Regions from separate parts of the Columba livia genome. Here region 2 is linked to region 1. The links are chromatin contacts, called in public Hi-C maps. All regions are on one chromosome and are shown on one strand. The core of a region is the stretch at or near the end of the contact, and the rest is flanking DNA. Distances in the headings are between cores, read along the strand shown. Region 1 holds the start of PKD2L1 (polycystin 2 like 1, transient receptor potential cation channel). Region 2 holds the start of MARCHF8 (membrane associated ring-CH-type finger 8).

The links. Hi-C and Micro-C count contacts between places; a contact is called where the count stands out from the background.
Region 2: a Hi-C map of crop shows a contact between it and region 1, with 3 times the contacts expected there. The contact joins the promoter of MARCHF8 here to the promoter of PKD2L1 in region 1. A contact is called at or near these places in 2 of 2 Hi-C or Micro-C datasets (crop and liver).

What each region holds. Positions count from the first base shown.
Region 1 is chr6:17,798,853-17,801,535 of bColLiv1.pat.W.v2, forward strand. PKD2L1 (polycystin 2 like 1, transient receptor potential cation channel) reads left to right here and starts at 1,302. Exons shown (of 15, transcript XM_013368462.3): 1 at 1,302-1,771. The coding sequence starts at 1,477.
Region 2 is chr6:18,089,109-18,091,791 of bColLiv1.pat.W.v2, forward strand. MARCHF8 (membrane associated ring-CH-type finger 8) reads right to left here and starts at 1,379. Exons shown (of 11, transcript XM_065067334.1): 1 at 1,161-1,379.

The DNA of each region.
Region 1 (2,683 bases), core at 52-2,551:
TGGAAAGAAGCAAAATGACCATTGTCTTGTAAAGGACTTTGTAATATTCTCCTACACCTGTTTCTTTCTGCTCAGCCGGAGTTGCACATGCTGTTCTCTGTGAGTCTGCAGCCAGCCAGTGAAATCCTCACCAAAGGTCTTTACACAGGTACATGAATGCAAGAAAGCTTTCCAGTGTTAGGAAGTATGTATTTATACCCATGCAAATGTTTATGGAGACTTATTGTTAAGTTGTACAACACAGTAACAAGTTTCTCCTAACAAGGTTGGTTTCATTCTGTGCTTGTCTAAGATGCACTTCTCTCCCTCTCCATCTTCTCTTCCTCCTCAGATATAGGTTTATCTTGATGGATTGGAGACAGAAGGTGCTTGCTGATGCAGTTTCTACCTGTTGGTCTGCAGAGAGCAGCTTTTGCCTTTTGTTTTGGTTCCTCAAGGAGTGTCTCATCAGATGGTTTGCTATCTTAGCCTCTGCACATTCCTAGAATGAGAATGATCTCAAGTAATTCAAATGCAGAGTAAATCCAGTTGTTTGATGCTAGAATGGAGATACCCAGAGAAGACTTGGTTTAAATGAAAAGTAGTGAAAACAGCAAGCACTTTTTATGCAAGGATTGTGTGTGGAGGAGAGTTGGAGAGTTTGTAGGTACGTTTTGGACGGTTGTCAATTGAAGAGTTGGATGTTTGCAGGTTAGGTGTGGGGTAGAGGGTGAAGCTGACTTTGCCTGGGTGGTGCAACTGAATGGAGTGGAAAGCTGATGCAAAACAGGCTTCTGCAAGTGACCCTAAATCTCAAGATCCAGCTGGCAGCTCCAGACATCTCCTGCAGCCTGGCAGGGCTGGGGGTGGGTCGTACAGAGCTGCAATATTACCAGAGCCCACTGGAGTGACTCACTGCATCAAGACTTCCCCGACCCCCGGAACAAAGCGTCCCCGTCCGCCCCCTCTCCCCAGTGGTAGTTGCACAGAGTCCCACCGTGGCCGCCAGCCTTCGCTGCACCCTGCCGGAGCCTCACCTGGAGCTGAGCTGGGCTGCAGGCAGCCTGAGGGGGTCCGAATAAATCCCACCGGCCTCCTCCTCCTCTTGCCCCCTCTCAGCCCCTCAGGGTCCGTCTCCTAGCAGCCTCCCCACCCCACGGTGGCCTCTGGATCTGTTATCTCCGTTGGGAAGCAGAAAAGGTTTCCTGGATGTGTTTCCTGGTGTTCCCAGGTCTGCTGGGATAATAGGGCTGCTGGTGGTTCCTAAGGACGGGTAGAGCCACCCCTCTGGTAGGTGTCGCCAGCTGAGCTGCTATAAAAGAGAGAGAGATAGAGAGAGGATATGTGCTGTCTGTGGGAAGCTGGTGCTGTGCCCTCTCCTGGCTTGCTGAGCTGGACAGGCTGTTTGGCATGGACTGATTTTCTCATACAACTCCAGCTTGGGCAGGCAATCTTCACCATTCTAGTTGAAAAGTACTTCTGCTGGCAGTGAGTGCCATGAGCTCAGCTCACCTAAACAGCAGAGCTGCAAGCCACTTCAGAGCCTCAGAGGAGCATGAACTAGAGGCAGTAGGGAAGAAAGCATGGGACAATCCTGTTTATAATGGCTCTCCCTCCACCTCCTTGAAGATTCGAGCCATCTACAACCCCAAGTCCATGCTGGAGAATCCCTATGAAAACTTTGAAGAGGTGAGGGCTCCACAGTACTACCAGGAAGAGCAGAGCAAAGCTATGGATGGGAAGACAAGTCCTTTCCTCAAGTGCTGCTTCTACATCTTCAGGGGCATCCGAGGTAAAGTTATGACACCTTACTAGAAAGGACCAACTAGCCCTTGGGGAGAGTGATGGTGTAGTGAGGGGTGGGGTAAGTGTGGGGGTGCAGAAGGTAGAAACCCTATAGTATCCGTGTAGCTCGGGAGCCTGCTTAACATGGACTAGCGTTACTCTCGAGATCATCTTTGGCTGACTTGGAGAGAGCATCCTCATTCCCTGTGCTTTGCTGCAGCTCCAGGTCTGTCCTGTTATCTTTTCTATAAGGCAGGAGGTACAGACAGACTTAGTGGTGTGCTCTTGGTCATGCAGTGAATCTGTTGGCAGAGGTTTGGACTTAGCTTAATTGTCCTGAATCCATAGGAGCCATCACTTTGGTGATGAGACTATTCTGCCTTTGTGTGCATTTTCTAGATTGGGTGGTATTGGGCCGCATGTTACAGTGACTTATGAATATCCACCAAAGAAAATCTAGTAGTGTCGGGACTGAAAAGCAGAGGATAACAGGAATGTATCAAACAAAGTTTTGCTTAAGACAGCTGAAAATAAGAGGTGCTAGTTTCTGATCTAAAAGACAAAGGGGAACGAACGAAATATTTTACAGGTTTATTCAGAGGCAATCAAAAACCTGGGAGCAAGTTAGGTCTCCTGTAAGGATACAGCCCTGGGCAGGAATGTTTGTTGAACAGTTTCTTATAGAAAGCATAAAGTCCTAATACTGTAAAAACAGAGAAGACAAAGCAAGAAACTGTATTTCTTGTGGAAATTATTATTTTCTTGCCTATGTGTCTTTTCTTTGTGACTTGGAAGGCAAGAACCTTTCTCAGAGCTGTACCCTCTAACAGCATGTGTGGGTGAATAACAGTTTAGCCTCGTCCCGAAGCGCACAGCACCTCCATGATCAATTATTTCTTACTTGTCATAACAGTTACAG
Region 2 (2,683 bases), core at 129-2,628, 290 kb after region 1:
ACCCCATCTTCCTTCCAAAATCTCTTTCCACCTCCACTCAAACTCTACCTAAATTGTCCCTTCTACGTTTATACTGCCTGATTATTTCACAAATTTGCTGTGCTCAGAAGTACACAGGTCCTTTGCCAACTACAAAGCCTGAGCTGTCTGCTCTCTCACACTGCAGTTTGAAACAAGTGGATTTCGCATTGGCATGTTATAATTCAAGCTTTGTTTGCACTACCAGCATGCTAAAAAAGAAGAAAAGTTAAAGTGTTACAGTTCAGAACAACTTGAGCATTACTCTATTTGCCAGCTATCTCCAGGAAGCATGAAGGAATTCCGACTATTTCTCAGTCTGCCGTGAAACTTCATGACTCGTTACGAACACGTTGCGACCAGCACATCTTGCATGCAGTTTTACCTCTGGTATATCTTTGTTCCACATCACTAACTGAACGCAAATTCAGGTCCTCCTCCAAATCGCAGACCCGGTGCAGACACAGAGCCTTTCTCAGCCAGCTGATCCGCTCTCGTTTCTCCCGAGCAATGCTAATGCTCCCGGCGCCAGCGCACACAGACGAGCTAAGGCTGAGCAGACAAAGACGACGGAGGTGGAAAAGCCTCTTACCAATGAATTAGGTGTCGCTTCCCCAGCTCCGACAGAGGAACAGCCCTCACCCTCCGAGCGGCTCCGCGCCGGCCAGCGACGGGAGGCTCCGCCGCAGCCCCCGCCCCGCGGGCTGCTGGAGGCGACCCCCGCGGCCGCGCCGCGCTGCCCTGGCCGGCACGCCACGCCACGCCACGCCACCGCGGCCGGTCCCCCGGGGAGCAGCTGCGGGCCGGGCCACGCCGCCCGCGTACAGCTGCCTGTTGCTCGCCGTCGGCACCGACCGACTTCCAGGAGGTGCTGCACCTGCGGGCGGGCGGTCCCGCCGCCGGACCCGGAGGGACGAGGTGGTGGCCGCGGGTCCGACCCAGCGGCGGCCGCAGGGCAGCGCCCCCCGGGGCAGGCGGACCCCGCGCCGGCCGAGCGGCACCGCGGGCAGCCCTCCCCGGGCCAGCCCCGCGGCGGCGACGCCGGCGCCGGCCTCCTCACGCCGGAGGGGCGGCGGACCCCGCTCGCCCCCTCGGAGGAAGCGGCGGCGGCTCCCCGCGGCCAGGGCGGCGGCCAAGCCTACCTTGGTGCCCTGCACAGGGCCCGGGCCGGCGGCTCCTCCTTCGGCTGCGGCGGCTATTGCTGCTACCCATGCCCGGGGCCGGGAGGCGGCGGGCCGTGGCGCCGGGGGCTTCGAGGCTCCTGCGGGGCCGGGGCCCCCCGGGCTCCCTCGCCCAGCTCCTGTTTACCGCGGCTCCCCGGCCGGCCGGGCTGCCTGTCACCGCGCCGCCCCGCCCCGGCCCGCCCCCGCCGCCATGGCCCGGAGCAGGACGGGGAAGCGAGGCGGCCGCACGGCGCCGGGGCCGCGGCTCCCCCTGCGGGACGGTGACTTACCGGGAGCTGCGAGGTGAAAATCGACAGCGAAGCGATCGGTTTCCAGTTGTCGTGAACTTTTACTCTCACCCTTACCTCCTGCTGCCACAAACGGTGATGCTAATGTCATGTCCGAGGGGCTTGTTCTTTAGTCTTTAGCAGAAGTAGATAGGTGAACTAACATCACAAGGTGCCCCGTAACTTTTAAAAAGTGTATATATGCTGTAAGCCTGAAGATGCCCTATAGCCACCTTCATAAGGTGTTTTGTATTAGTTATTCACCTGCATGTATTGATTTACCATCAGAAGATTATGTAAACAAAAAGTACTAAAAGGATGCTAATGAAGTTTACCCCATAGCTATATCTGGGTGCCATACTCTCTGTTGCTGTTTTACTCTTCCATTGTGAAAGTCGCACACCTCAGTCATTTCTTCCCAAAGAGGAATCTCCTTGGGAATGTCCTGAGGTATACTGGAAGAGGTGAGCCAGGACAAGAGGTGAATTATACGGGGGAAAAAAGCAAAGTGAGAGTTTAATGAGCAAATGCAACTGGAGAGATTTCCTCTGTCCAGACATGGTATCTGTCCCGCTGGGGAATAAGTGGAAAAGAGGTGGAAGTCAAGCAGCCCCGCTGAACTCTTTGTCAGTACAGCACAGACAGAAAAGCAGATGCTATTAAGAGAAAAAACTGACAGAAAGCAAGCAAAGCTGCTGACTTAACATGCAAGTTCATTCACTAGACCTAGTCCAAGTTTTTCATCTCCCAAGTCTGCACTTTTTCACATCAATTAATTTACAGGACTCCAGGGAGATTACATTTACCCTTAGAAAACAATGAGAAAACCATAAAATGAGTAAGGTAAACCCTTTTGATGCAGAGTACAACCACCCCCTACAGAAAAATGACATAATAGTTTTTCAGAGCACAGAGAAGCTGGGCTGAAATTCTTTCACTACATTTCAGAGTTAGGACCCAGCACACCCATGAAGTGAAGGTAGAGAAGCACCGCCCACAGACCACACAGCGTGTCTTCCAGGGAGAATGTGTCTACAGCTCCTATTTAGTCCTATGAAGACTGAAGTTAAAAAACAGATATTTAGATTGTATCCCCTTTTAAGACAGAGTATGGTAGCTTGCACATGTGATTATAATTGTGTTCTCTTAGGAGGCAGTTTATCGTAATGCTGGCCTGTAAAGAAAATCAGTTCCCATCCAAAGCTGTACTGCTGG